Regions from separate parts of the Mus musculus genome. Here all the other regions are linked to region 3. The links are chromatin contacts, called in public HiChIP or PLAC-seq and promoter capture Hi-C maps. All regions are on one chromosome and are shown on one strand. Each heading gives the region's core, a stretch centred on a gene start, on an enhancer-like site or on the middle of the called end of the contact. The rest is flanking DNA. Distances are from core to core; before and after follow the strand shown.

The links. Promoter capture Hi-C pulls out the DNA fragments that hold promoters and counts their contacts. HiChIP or PLAC-seq counts read pairs in DNA pulled down with a chosen protein or histone mark.
Region 1: a promoter capture Hi-C map of cranial neural crest shows a contact between it and region 3. The contact joins the promoter of Syne2 here to the promoter of Syt16 in region 3. A contact is called at or near these places in 1 of 39 promoter capture datasets (cranial neural crest) and 2 of 115 datasets of contacts at active chromatin or transcription factors (astrocytes and stem cell-derived neural progenitor cells).
Region 2: a contact with region 3 is called in a promoter capture Hi-C map of hippocampal neurons, with 5 times the contacts expected there. The contact joins the promoter of Kcnh5 here to the promoter of Syt16 in region 3. A contact is called at or near these places in 3 of 39 promoter capture datasets (the 3T3-L1 cell line, hippocampal neurons and liver), 3 of 115 datasets of contacts at active chromatin or transcription factors (astrocytes, embryonic forebrain and forebrain) and 1 of 9 other capture datasets (embryonic stem cells).
Region 4: a contact with region 3 is called in a promoter capture Hi-C map of embryonic stem cells, with 4 times the contacts expected there. The contact joins the promoter of Wdr89 here to the promoter of Syt16 in region 3. A contact is called at or near these places in 9 of 39 promoter capture datasets (the 3T3-L1 cell line, cranial neural crest, embryonic stem cells and 3 more) and 2 of 115 datasets of contacts at active chromatin or transcription factors (astrocytes and large pre-B cells).
Region 5: a contact with region 3 is called in an H3K4me3 HiChIP or PLAC-seq map of embryonic forebrain, with 13 times the contacts expected there. The contact joins the enhancer-like site here to the promoter of Syt16 in region 3. A contact is called at or near these places in 9 of 39 promoter capture datasets (the 3T3-L1 cell line, cranial neural crest, embryonic stem cells and 3 more), 3 of 484 Hi-C or Micro-C datasets (all in embryonic stem cells) and 3 of 115 datasets of contacts at active chromatin or transcription factors (embryonic forebrain, embryonic stem cells and forebrain).

What each region holds. Positions count from the first base shown.
Region 1 is chr12:75,816,983-75,819,682 of GRCm38.p6, forward strand. It overlaps Syne2 (spectrin repeat containing, nuclear envelope 2), which reads left to right and starts at 1,336. Exons shown (of 116, transcript NM_001005510.2): 1 at 1,336-1,496. It overlaps Gm40447 (collagen alpha-1(II) chain-like), which reads right to left and starts at 2,646. Exons shown (of 7, transcript XM_011244246.1): 1 at 2,515-2,646; 2 at 927-2,369. The coding sequence starts at 2,646. The coding sequence ends at 1,101.
Region 2 is chr12:75,176,008-75,178,745 of GRCm38.p6, forward strand. It overlaps Kcnh5 (potassium voltage-gated channel, subfamily H (eag-related), member 5), which reads right to left and starts at 1,325. Exons shown (of 11, transcript NM_172805.3): 1 at 449-1,325. The coding sequence starts at 521.
Region 3 is chr12:73,996,362-73,999,061 of GRCm38.p6, forward strand. It overlaps Syt16 (synaptotagmin XVI), which reads left to right and starts at 1,416. Exons shown (of 8, transcript NM_001364282.1): 1 at 1,416-1,502.
Region 4 is chr12:75,668,101-75,670,800 of GRCm38.p6, forward strand. Wdr89 (WD repeat domain 89) reads right to left here and starts at 1,437. Exons shown (of 2, transcript NM_028203.1): 1 at 1,372-1,437. It overlaps Gm34717 (a long non-coding RNA gene), which reads left to right and starts at 1,625. Exons shown (of 3, transcript XR_381697.2): 1 at 1,625-1,981.
Region 5 is chr12:75,395,553-75,398,252 of GRCm38.p6, forward strand. All of the region lies in intron 4 of Rhoj (ras homolog family member J), which reads left to right. Among named protein-coding and RNA genes, the nearest start is that of Gm34613, 19 kb to the right of the region's middle. Within about 2 kb of position 1,324, at least 30 of the 459 cell types and tissues checked have an H3K27ac peak or open chromatin away from gene starts, as enhancers often do.

The DNA of each region.
Region 1 (2,700 bases), core at 86-2,585, 1.8 Mb after region 3:
TTTGAAATATATATATTTGAAAAAATATTTTTTGAGAAAGTCTTTTGTACCCCATCGTGGTCTCAGACTTGCTATGTGGCTGAGGCAAGCCTTGATTTCCCAATCCTCCTGTCCCCACCTCCTGAGTGTTGGATTACAAGTGGGCACCATCACTTCATGTTTATATGAAGTGCTGAGGATCAAAGCTAGGCAAGCAGGCTACCCACTGAACCACACCTCGAGCTCCGCCCACCAAGCCATTACGGGATGCATAGCAAATAGTCTAAGAACTTGGAAGGTCAGAGTGAACCTAGAATACAAGAAATGCCATGCAGATATAGTACGGCGAAAAAAGACAATAAAGCATGTATTTTCACAGTTTACTTGTGTCACCTCAATACTCGCAGAGAGGAGAGTGTGGATAGAATTAAAACCTACGTTTCCCGGAAACATGGATTAGCTGAACCCACTGTCGTCAAACTTTTAATCTTCGACCCTTACCATTTAATTTGGGCCATCAGTAGCGCACTAAGCAATCCAGATAAGATTCTGCAGCTACACAATATGCATGAGGCGGGACTTGCATGAAGTTAAATTTGATTGCGATAGAAACTCAGGCCACTGCCTCTTTGTGATTTAACAGTGAAGTGATGCGTTGGTGTCTGACTTCAAGAGTCTTAATACTATAACAGCGACTCGAAACGCGAGTGGGAGTCAGGTGATGTCATCCTGAGTTCACAGGATTGAGTAATTTGCTGGAAAATCCAACTGACACCTACAGGACAGATTCCCAGGGACCCACTTTCTCCTGAATGTCGTTGTTTGAGGCGGCTCTCCTCAGCCCATCCTGCAGGCTGGCACGCGCGGGGCGGGGGGGGGGGGGACAGGGAAATAGGGTGGGGGGTGTCACTTATCTGCATTGTTAAATAAGCACCTCCTTATCTTACCTCCGTAGGTGAGGTCGAGGTCTGGGCTTCCTGACACTCTTAAGAAGCCGATGAAAAGTCCATGTTTCTCTAAGGCTCCACCTGGGTTCAAGGACCGGATCGCGGTCGGCTCGCTGATTTGTAGATCTAGGCATCCACCCACCGTGAAGAAGTGAAACCCGCCTGAAAAGTGTTCTAGGAGAGTCGGCCTCCCCTTTGTCTCCAGCTGCGGGTAGGCACGGAGGCGGAGGCTCGTGAACCTGCGTTCGGAGTTAGTTCCTCACTCCCGCCACCTGCAAGGGTCTGTAAGGCGGAGGGAAAGTTGCGGTGGCCGCAGGGAGGCGGCTCCGCCCCCAGTGCGCTGCTCCGGGCGGCGGCGAGCGCGGGACTGGGCGGGCCGGGAGGGCGCGGGGCGTGGTCTGTAGCCTCCAGTCCAGAGCGGAGCGCGCTCGGCTGCGCCGCAAGCCTTCGGCCGCACGGAAGAGCGAGCGGGAGAGCGATCGAGGGGCGCCATCGAGGCAGCGAGGCGAGGGGGGCGCGGAGTAGGTCGGGTCGAACTCCGGCCCTCGCCTCCCGGCCGGGCAGACAACGGTGAGCGCAGCCGCGGGGGGCTCCGCGCCCTAAAGCGCCCTGCGAGAGCGGGAGGGCGGGGAAGAGGCGGGCACGAGCCCTGCGGAGTCCCCAGAGCCCAGCGGGGAGCCCGGGGGGCCCACGGGAGTCTCTGGATGCCCGGCTCCCAGCTGGGCCGTGGGAAACTTCACCCGGGAGGGGACAGCGGGGCGCGCGGGGCGCTGTAAACTTAGCGGCGGGCGGGGCACCCTGGGGATCGCGGCGAGCGCCAGCGATTGGCGTTGGTGTCCCGGGCTTCTTTGTGTCACCTCCGGGCCCGGCCCGCGGGTGCACCCAGCTCGGCCCCGGGACTCCCCACTGTCCCCCTATCCCGGTCCAGGCGGGCGCGCTCGGCTGATTGTTTGCATTCCTCGCGTCACGCCTGGGCGGGAAAGATTTCGAACCGGGTGTTAGAACACTGAAGCCGCGGCGCAGAGATTGCAAAACCACGGGCGGCGGGAGGCTAGCCCCGGGGACCGGAGAACCTGCAGCCGGGGCGCACACTGTGGACAGGACGCGGGACCCTTGCGTTGGAAGAGAAGAGGCGGGCGCGGCGGCCCTGAGTCTCGGCGGGCGGAGAGGGGGCGCTGGGACCGCGGGGATTATAATTCCATTTTGATCGCTTGCGGTCTTTGTTGTCTGTACAATTGCCTTTAGGGTCTGACGGTAGCACCTGGTCCTCCTTACGGTCTCTCTCTTGAGGTCTGAAAAGATGCCCAGTGTGGGAGGGGGCCCGTGGATTGCATCCAGGGCTGCTGGCCACAGGAGCCGCTGCCTGAGATGGAGGTGGAGAAGTCCAGTGTAACACTTGCCTTTGTGGACGCGCCTTATTTCCGAAAGTTGTTTTCCCCTCCCCTAGTGGAAGGGAGCGTCGGGACGGAGTGGCAGCAGGCGCGGTTGTGCACAGGCACCATGTAGTAGCTCGAGGCAAACCGGGGAGGCTCTCAGTAACCGTGGGACTTAACAAATGTTTGAAAAGTTTTATTTGAAGCAACTCCACCTGCTTCCCTAAAAGTTTCCATCCCCCAAAGCTCTTGCTGGAGGTAATTCTGTGGCTGAGCTCGAATGTTCGGGTGGGGGCACAGTTAAGCAGACCTGGCCTCCTCGCAGCTCCCGTTCCAGTAAACGCCATCATGGGAGAAGGAGCATTCGGTTTTTATGGCCTAGGATTTTTGACGTGTTTACA
Region 2 (2,738 bases), core at 75-2,574, 1.2 Mb after region 3:
ACAGTGGGTCCAAAAGCCATCCTAGTGACTTAAATTTGATGAAGTGGCCACTTTCCCAGTCATTCCCAACTTAAAAGGAAAGCTTCCTCCAAAAACTGGCTCTAAGAATTTGGTCAGCGCTTGCAGCTTGTTTGGGGAGCGATGGGACAAGGAGCGATTCATCATCAAAGTGAAATTCAAAGCTATTTTGATGGACCTCCGCTCTACCCACCCCCTTTCCTAGCTCCTACTCTAAGGTCTGGACAGGTGGGAGGGGGTACATCTCTCTTAGGAAACAGATGCAACTTAAGTCCCTCCACCACCTCCTTCCCGGCCCCCACCCACCCTAAGCCACCAGGTACCACTGCCTACACCCCCTCCCCCCTTAGAAGAGGGATGGGATGGGCAGGACGGGGGCGCCGTGGGCGGGATGAAGGTAGGGAATGTTCTGAACTGCAACTCTCCTTACCACTGGAGCGCCTGACGATGTTCTCCAAAAATGTGTTCTGCGGAGCCACCAGCCCTCTCTTGCCCCCCGGCATCCTGGGTCTGGAAAGCAGCGGCCAGGATCCGCGGCGGGGGAGGGGGGGAAGCAGGAAGAAAAGGTGGAAGAAGAGGAGGAAAAGGTAGTGGAGATGGTGCTGAAAGAAAAGGGGGCGCGGCGGCGGCGGCGGGGTCCCCTGAGTGTGTCTCCAGCCCGACCCGGATGAGCAGCTCTGGGAAGGAGGACCAAGCAGTTCATGGTAGTAGCGCTCCCCCGGCCGCCGCTGCCCAGACTGTGGCGGTGCCGCACACGGGGCTGGGGAACTGCAGGCTCCGCCGGGCACAGTGCGCCTGCGCCGCCCCCGCTGTCGCTGTCCCGCCGGTGCTGATGCTGAGGCTGCTGCTGAAGATGCTGCCGGGGAGGCAGGAGCCCGGACGCGGGCTCAGCATTTCTCCCTCTGCCCCGCGCCCGGGCTCTGGGAGAGAGCGAGGAGCAACTCGACTTCCCTCTCCCCACCCCTAGCCCAGGCTAAGACCCCATTCCTTAGCTCTCTGCTCCCTTGGTCTCCTAGCCCACCCTTCTCACTCAGCTGTTTCACAGCTACCCAGGGCAGCCAAAGTTCTGTCCAGGCTTTGCGAGCGCCTAGTGGCTGCTCCTTTCTCCAGGAAGATCCAGACAAGTGCTCGCTGGCTGGTGCGGGCTGTTGTTCGCGAGGCAGGCACCAGAGAGGGAAATGGCAATCTCTGGGGAGAGCAGGTCACATCTCAGCTTCTCCTGCTGCCGCTGTCCGAAACCCCAGCAGCTCCGGAGGACTCGGGTCCTGGGGCTGAGATGCAAGAGGGCTCCTGCTCTAGCCCAGACTGTGCGCCGAGTAGGAAGTGACTGGGTGGCGCTCGGGGACGCGGAGCAGCCACCTGACGCTGCTACCGCCCCCCTCCGGGCTCTGGCGCCTGAAGCCTCCACACGGGAGCTTTCTACACCCTGAGAAACCCCACTATTTGGAGCAGAAGCCAGATGGAATATGAGAGCAGAGCTGGCACCCGGAATGGCCCTGCGCCCCAGGCTGGATTTGGCGCGCGAGGGGTGGGGAGGGAGGTTGGCTCTGACACAGCCTCTGGAGAGCTACCCCAGGGCTGCTAAGTACAGGAGAACAGGAAACCGGATCCCCCTACCCAAACTTGGAAAAAAGAAAAAAGAAAAATAAGAGTTCACTTAATGCTCGATGCTAGCAGTCCAAAGAGAGAGTCAACAATTCAGACAAGAGCGCGAGCAACCGGCAGCGCTTGCGTGGAAAAGTGGTACAAGCTGAGAGAATAAAGCTGCGCAAGGCTGGGGAGAGGCCGCCCTCCTCTACATTCAGGACCTGGACCGGAGTGGGACTGTTAAAAAGCGGTCTAAAAGCAGGGGGCAGCCACACGAAAGGGAAATTTCCACAAGTGAGAAAGGGACCGGAAGACATGAAAAGAAAGGGGGAGCCCAAAGAGCTTGGCAGCCCCTTCTTTTGTGAAAGGCGCTGTTTTTGCTCCAGGCTACAGCATTAGCATCCCCTAAGAAGTCTTGACATGCAAATTTGGGGGCCTTATCCCTAAGTAGGGGCGCTAAGAACTCTGAGGATGGAGTTTATCAATCTGTTGGTAATAAACCCTCTGCCTAAATATGATACCCAAGCCACAAGCGTAGGGCAACCCTAAACTTCCCTTTAGGAGACTCCACCTGGGCCTGTGGAGTCAAGAACCCTCTGGGAACAGAAAAGGCTCTGAGTTGGGGGAGAGGCAGGGGGCAAAGGGTAAAGGTTAGTTGAATGATACATCTTGGTTGCTGGGGTCAAGCTACCCAGGGCGAGGTAATCTTTGTGGAAATGATTGCCTGTCAAACAGAGGGCATCCTGAGAGTAAGAGCAGCAGCATCTACTTGCTACCTACGGGCCTGTGACAGTGAAATACTCCTCCATTCACTGGCCTTTAAAGTGCTCTCCCTAGCTCTCTGTCTCTCTGTCTGTCTCTGTCTCTGTCTGTCTCTTGCTCGCTCTATCTATCTATCTACCTACCTACCTACCTACCTACCTACCTACCTACCTACCTATCTATGTATCTATCTCTGGCAGAGAGTTAAATGTAAAGCCAGGATCCAGGTTTTACCCTACGGTAATTTTTCTTTCCTCCAAAATTTCCGCTCCCCACCCAGAGCCAGGGCAGCTGCACAAATTTGAAAGGTGGCCATGCCAAAAGTTAGCTCCATGGAGATTCCTTCTGAGGGAAAATGAAAACGGGTTGGG
Region 3 (2,700 bases), core at 166-2,665:
TAAAGAGCTTCACCAATGTTCTGCCCCTTGGAGCCAAACCCACCTCTCTACCTTGATGATCAAAATAGCTTAAGATGAAGATTTTCGAGCTTCAGACAGGTTCACAGTTCTTGAGGCGTTTTTAATGCTCTTCTTGTGTCTCTTTGTTTGGGGACCTACCATCACCACCGAGGGTTGTTAGAACTAAAACATGAACCTGGTGTCTATGCTTGAGAATCACATGTGCCGTAAACAGATTAAAATGAAAGCCGCAGCCAGCAGAATGTGGATGCGGTTCACCCTCATCGTGCTGACTCCCTCACCTACATCCTGTGGACTGATCAGAGAGGACCCTTTTGTTGTTTTCCGGTATTTTCCTTTGCCCACCTGGTCAGACGGCAACTGTTTCTGATTCTGCTTTGCACCTGAATTCTGTTGGTGCCCAGCGATGCCTGAGATGACGCCCACTGGCATCCTTACTGTTTGGGTTAAATGAGTGGCCTCAAGCCGACCAAAGGCATCGTGCCTGCACAAACAACAACGAAAAACAAAAACCCAATGCCTTCCCGTGCTTAGGCTTTGAGTTTGAGCCACTTGATGCTTCCCCATGTGGTGGTGGTTTCTCATTTGCTACTGGTCCCTAAATATAGCAAGGATCTTTCAGTAATTGGTTTATAGCATTCAACAAGATGTACTGCGAACAAACGCCCACAGGTGGACTCATTTCAAAGTCCTTTTAACCGCGATGGTCCTTGAGGCAATACTGATTGCTTTTCTCGTGGAGCTGGTCCTTTAATACAAGTCATCGGAGCCGCCTGTGGTCTGGCTCGCAATTATCCACTCGTTAGTCACCCATCCTGTTCACATCTAATTAGTTAATTGGCCATTTATTCACTAACTCATTAATTCACGCAGGTTTCCAGTTAGAGTCCTCCATTAAGTCGCTTAATAGAGATCTGATAGCCTACTACACACAAGGCTCTATTTTCACCTTGGAGACAAAACAAGAGGATGAGAGGAGTCTTGGTCCTCACACACAGGAGGCACCTGTGTGATCCTTGCTTCTCTCTCCCCCACCTGCTCCCTGCTTTGCTCCTTTGAGCTAGGGCTCAGGGTCGACATTGCTGGAAAGAAGCACCAGGCCCGGATGAATTGAAAAAAGCAAGGCAGGATACCAAGTGTTTGTTCAGCGGGAGAATAGAGCGGGCAAGAAACCTGGAGAGGAGCGGGCCAGGTTGCTAGCTGCTTTGTCTTAGGGAGGGATGATGCTACGGGCTGGGCAGGGCAGGTTCGGTGGCGGTCGGCTCCGCTAGGGTGTGGGGACGCTGGCGGGGGCGACCCAGCTGGCAGCCACCACGGGGCTCGGGGCGGCGCGACGGGGGCGCGCGGCGGGAGCGTCTGTGCGCGTCGCGGCCCTCGAGCGCGCGGGGCCTGTCGAGAACGCGCGCGGCCGGGCGCGGCGTGGGTACCCCAGCCGCGGGCGGCCGCCCTGCAACCCCCCGACGCGACCATGGCGACTGACAGTAAGTGCGGGGTTCCCCGGGGGCGGGGGCAAGGCATCCGGGGTGGCAAGTTCTCCTCCCGCGCGCGCCTGCCTTTGTGCCCAGCTCGCGGGGGCAGCGACCGGGTACCCCATCTCCGGAGCCCGCCCTTGTTACCGTGCCCATCACCTGCTATGGCTGACAGGACTGGATAGGGTTGGGGATCCGAGGACCTCTCAGGAGGGATGCAGCACCCGACTGGAGGGGACACTTGATGCTTGAAGGCAGCAGGGCTGGGCCTCGCAGCCCTTTGGGGACTGCCTCCAGGCCCACAGCCAGTTTTTAGGGAGCCCAGTATTGGGGCGCTGTGAGTTCAAGGTTTTCCTGGAGTTCTGGGTCAGATTGGCACGCCCTCTTCCTGGTGGGTGGCCCCACTGGGCTCTGTTCTGGGGCTCTGAAGCCACAGACCTTGCCTGGCTGCCATGGAGAGTGAATGAAAGGGGCGTGCAGAGAAGGAAGGTTGACACCGAAGACTGGAAGAGTTGCAAGGCTTCAGGCTGGCCTGCTGTTGGCATCTTGGAGTCTTTGCTGCTGTTTTTGGAAATTAGGGTTACCGCTAAGAAAACTGGTTACATGTAGCTGTAGCTTGACCTGTTAGTGGAACCTCAAAAGGAGTGCAGAGTAAAATAAGTCACAACACTTGTCTTAGACTTAGCATCTAAAGTCCTCAGCAAAAGTCATGGCACACAGTAGGGACTTCATTCACTGAATGTACCATGTGATTACAGACAATAATAAGGCAATTTTGAGAGATGAGAGGGGACAAAATAGGTGTTGAGGGTCAAAATTTCATTATTTTTTCCTTCAAACTTATCATTATTCAGTCAAGAACACAGCTTGCATACAGTACAGAGGATGCACAGTTTCGAGTTAAAAGCTATGATGACATTTTTATATCCCAAGTCCCTCAGTAGTGGGATTGTGGCCCTGTTCCCAACCTTAAAACTGTGGCTGTTGGATTTAAAGGCTCAAGTCAGTAATCCCAGGACTTGAGCGGCTGAGGCAGGAGGATATCAAGTTACAAACCCTGTTTCAAAAAAAGTATATGTATGTGTAGATTATGTGTATACACATGCGTAGTGAGCCTGCCATACCCGGGAAAGTGATGGGTATCTATCTCATAAGTAGTAGGCATGCAAGAGAAATGGACATGTGTGTGGTTGCTCACTCATCTCCCATT
Region 4 (2,700 bases), core at 187-2,686, 1.7 Mb after region 3:
GGTGGACACGAAAGAAACCTCAACAGTCACAGGGGCTGACTTACTTTTGCCCTGTTCTATAAAATCTAAGGTAAAAAGACGAGCTAGACACTTCTCACTTCTGCTCTCTAGATAGTACTGTCCTGACCCCAAGATAGGCGGGTAAGTAGTCAACACAGAGGTATCTCACACTTACATTGTTAACTAGGCTGCATGATTTTGTGGTCTTTAAACAAGAAGCAGAAACAGGTATGGTTGATACCAATAACATAGACTATAAGTCCACATCTTCACTGAATTATCACAACACTGAGAAGCAATTTGGCACGGACCATGCACTTTTTAACAACCTGATGATTGCAAAGCAAAGTTAGGAAGTAGACCTTTAGACTGATGCCTTCCTACCAGTTCATCTTACTTGGATAATAACCAATTAACTGGTTTCCTGGTACACTGTTTAGGATTTTAAAATAATTTCTTTTTTCTTTCCTTTTCTTTTTTTGTTTTTTCAAGACAGGGTTTCTCTGTGTAGCCCTGGCTGTTCTGGAACTCACTCTGTAGACCAGGCTGGCCTCGAACTCAGAAATCCGCCTGCCTCTGCCTCCCAAGTGCTGGGATCAAAGGCGTGTGCCACCACTGCCCGGCTTTAAAACAATTTCAAGTTAGGAAAGAAAACAGGAGCGTTTTACTAGTTGTACTATCTTTAATTTTACATTTGTGGAAGCTGAATTCCCTCAATTTAAGTTGTCAGAGTTAGCCTAAATGAGACATTTCACAAAAATAAGATGCTGCCAGCACTGCCTCTTGGGTGGTTTTCGTTGTGAATTAGGTTTGTGTGTGTGTGTGTGTGTGTGCATGACAAAGTTTTCCCAAGAAGCACTGGTTAGCTGGAAACTCAAAGAGATCCTCTTGCCTCTACCTCCCTCCCAGTCAGTACTGGGATCCCCGGTGTGCTTCACCACACCCGACCAGCACCTAGCTCGGTGGACAGCTGTGTGGCCTAGATGACACCACACACGTAAGGAACTTAGCCTAGTAGCCTGCATCACAGCACATACTGTACGACTTGGCTCCGCGTACCAAATGAAAAAATCTGCTTTTTGATGTGGAAAAAGGCCGGAGCCAGGAGGTGGGTGTGGGATGAGTGAGAGGAAGGGCAGGCAAGAGCGAGCAGGGACCTACCCACCCTTCCTCGAAACTGAAGCAGAGACCTTCGGGTGGCATGGACCCCACATCCTGGCATACAGAGACCCACGCGGTCCCTGCGCATGCACGTGCTCCCTCTCACACCACCCGCTCCCCTTCTGCGCTCCCCGCCCAGGGCTCTCCACGCGCGTGCCACCCAGTGGCCGCCGGTCGAGAGAGCTGCCCGCCCTGCCCAGCAGAAAGTACCTCCGCAGCAAACCCCACACTGGAGCTGGAGAAAACGCACGCTCTGCCCACGGCCGGCTGGAACTCCGCCCTCCGGCTCTGATTGGGTAAAAATATAGAGGAAGCTGAAGCGGATTGGTCCATAGCACAGAGGCCGGACCATAACCAGCGGGCTCTTCTGAAGCGGGAGCCGCGCGCCTTTGCTTGCTACCTTCCGATTGGACGAGGGCAGAAGGTCTGCGCATGCGTAACTCGGTCTACGGACCACGCCATACAACACCTCCCTCTAGGTCAGGTTAACGGAAGTCCCTGGGACCCAGCTTCCTGGACGTGTGGCCAATAAAAGGCAAGATCGTCACCGATTCCGCCTTTTCATGCGGATGTGGCTTTGCAGTTTCTTCCAGCACTTCTTCCGCTTCCTCGGACTCGGGTGTAAAGTTATTTCGCGGACCAGAGGAGTGGGGCTGAGGCAGGATTTCGTGGATCTGAAATAACCACACGTGATCACAAAGCCTAGCTATACAGGCGGGTTTGAACGAGCAGTATCCGGCCTTCACTCCAGCATGGCTATGACTCAAGGTTGACAGGAGCGCAATTACAAAATCTGGAGGTAGTTTTGCCTCGGCCCCAGGTAACTCTGGGAATTGAAGTCCATAATGGTCAGGTCCTGTCTCATCTGTCCTATTTTGATGTTGCTTTTAAACTTTAGTTTGATACAGGGCTGATGTTCCAACTGTAGTGGAGACATGACATCTGGCCCTACCAATAGGGGAATGAGCTCTGTCCTTGAACACCAAGAAGCCCTGAATCTAGTTTAGGTGGACTCTACCCTCTTTTCATTATAGATGAATACCTGTGGTATAACAACCATGAGACCGCGTTTTCCAGTGTAAACAATTCAGAAAATACGTACTTGGTTAAGCGATAATGCAAACAAGCCAGATTGTCCCTGGAAATACATTCGGCTGGGACTCGTGAAATTAACGTGCTGTGTATACCCACAGGAATCTGAATAAGGGGAACTAACTAGGGGATATATCTTGGTGCTGTTAAAAGGTATCCTTCCCCTGGAAATCCCCCCAAGGTGAGTTTAGGTTGGTCCCATTTACAGCTAGTAGAGTTGGAGATAGAGATTATTGTTTGATTAGTTGCAGTTTCTAATTAATATCGGTCTTGGTGTCATGGCATAGCCAGGAGTCCTGACCTACAGTGGGTTAAGAATGGTTAGGGAACTGACATACTCTTTTCATATCCTGAACACTGAGATGCTGGCTTCCACTGCCTTCTGGACCTTTATCTATGAAGTTACTAAAGGGAATTCCTGGGGGAAATTGGAGTTGGGAGCTTGCC
Region 5 (2,700 bases), core at 74-2,573, 1.4 Mb after region 3:
TGTTTCTGTTTTGTTTTGTTTCCCCTGTGATAATGAGTCACCCCAAAAGCCTCCGGTTTCATTTCAGCTTTATTTTAAGAACAGTGGCAGGGCTCATCGCTTGATTACCTTTTGACAGCCTCTCCTAGCAACTGCTCTCTGGTTTACAATCATGTTGAGCATATGAAAGCCAATTGAGAAGACCAAGTGAGATTGTTTTGTTTTGTTTTTTTAACTGGTTTTGTGACGACTCACGTAATTACAGAGACGTTTTTAGGTTCTCAGTCTTTGGCTCCTCTGTCAGATACTTCATTATAATAGCTAGCATCTATGTAGTGATGCTCTGGTCCTGGGCGTGGCACAGGCTTCCCCATAGTTAATCCTTGAAGCACCTTCTGCAGTGTGTGCATAATTGTTCAAACTCTCCTAGACAGAAATGAGGTTTAGAGAGGTGAGTGGCAGAGAGAGGGTCTGAGTTGATGCTCTGGCCACAGTGTTCTCTGCCTCCTTCCTAGAGTCTGCAAACAAATTCTTCAGTCTGGGACTCCTTTTGCAAAGACTTCTAGGAACAGTAGAGCAGAGTGGTTCCCTCCCCTGGTTTGAGAGATGGATGCACCTTGTCTCCCCAAGTTCTTTGGGCCTGTTGGCACAAGTCTTACTTCCTTGGATTCCTGTGGCACCACCATGAACTAACATACCAAAAGTTCCGGCTCTGCAGGCTATCCCTGTTGGCCTGTTTGCCCTCAGGCTTGCCTGCAGCTGGGAAGACATTTGCCTCTGTTCCTTCTAGCCACTGTTTTGTTTTTTTGTTTGTTTGTTTGTTTGGGTTTTCAGAACATTCTCATGTAGCCCAAGCTGGCCTTGAACTCTACATATGTCTAAGGATAACCTTGATCCTTTTGCCTCTACCTCTTGCTGGTATCAGCACATCTGATTTTATACAGAGCTGAGACTCAAAGTCTAGGCTTTGTCCGTTGCAGGCAAGAGTGCGGCCAGCCTGGCTCCAGTCCCCAACCCTTCTAGATACTACTGTGCTTCTTCAGTGCACCCCACCCCAGTCAAAGGAAGAGGAAAGTATTAGCTTGCTGTTTCTCTTGATTTGGCCTGTTACAAGTTGGCTTGTTTTCATTTCTTCCCATCAGATTTTGTATGCTGTGTACCGCTGTGGCATATCTCCCAGTCCTGGGAACAATGCACCCTAAGTGTTGTAAGAAACTAACAGAAAGGTGTTCTGTCTGCAGCCTCAATCTCTCCTTTGTTTTGTCTTACTTCCTTGAAAGGTGTCAGTTTGGTCAAGCCTGCTGCAGATTGCACACATGTGTGCCTAACTGAGGAGTCTCTGAGCTTTTGCAGATGGGTCCTAAATACTTAGCTGAGTAAGTCATTTGACTCCGAGGACCCGGGAAGGGCACCACTGTAAACAATAAAGGCTGTGTTTCCTTGACATAATTTTCCTTTTCAATCTTTGGTGACCCTAATGAATTTTTTTTGAGCATTCTTTTTAACATGACTGTGCCCTTTCCCTGAACCAGGACAAACTCTCCTCTCTGACCCCCTGAGCACGTAGAGCTTGACAAAACAATCGCCTCAGAACTGGGCTCTGTGTGTCTCTCACACGGAACATCCCAAATCACACCCAAGATCCGTTGGCTACTTTTCCTGGAACGATCAGCACACCCAAATGTTATGTTAACCTCCTCACACAACAATGCCTTTATGGACTGTCTCGTTATCTTTCCCCTTGTCAGAATTGGAAGAGACAAGTTTGGGCTCCTCCTGCCTCATTCAGAGGCCCGGGCTGGCAGGCTGACAGGCTAATATGCTAAAGCACTGTGGGTTGGCAGCACTGTGGGGAGGGAGGCAGCAAGTCCCCACTCATCTCTCAGGGTCCCAGAGTGAATGAACAGGAGTCAGCCAAACTCCTGGAATTTTCAGAATCCATCTGGAGCTTTGGAATTATTCGTGAGAAGTTTGTCCAAAGGCAATAGCCTACCGCACTTTCTAAGGCTTTCTCCCCCACTCTGCATAACGGACAGAGCCATCACACTACAAGCAAGCATTACAAGCAAGCACATTCATTTACTTGCTGTGCTTTTTATATGTGTGCGTGTCAACTTCCAAAGGCAGCAGGTGACATCTCATGTCATTGTTAGGGAAAAAAAATTCCCCACCCCCCTTTTCTTCTCTCTCATATCCTGTTTTTAATAAGTTTTTGACGTTTTCTCCAAATCTAAAGGCCAAACCATTGTCAAAACAAAGTCCATAAAGTAGATTTTCATCATGCACGGATGGCTTCAATTCCTGGCCTTTGATATTTCCCATTGACTTATAAAATAGCCATTCTTGTCAGAAAAGAACACTTACCAAAAAAGGACTTGCTGTCTGTAGGAAGAATTTTGAAATAAATTTCAGGATGTGATCAAAACAATTTCATTCGATACTGAGTCTTTATATATGTGGCCTTTCAACAATCCCATTTCGGGGACTGTTAGCTCAGCCAACTTGTTGCTGGGCTGGGTATAAAGGTCATAGAATAAGAAAAACAATGCACCTCAAGGGATGGGAAGAGGGCTTGTCATGTAAGAGTACCTGTTCTACAAACATAAGGTCCTGGGTTCAAATCCTCAGCACCCACAAAGAAGCCAGTAACCCTAGCATCAGAGTCGAGACAGGCAGATCCCAAGAGCTCACTAGCCAACCAGTGCAATCAAAGCTGCATGC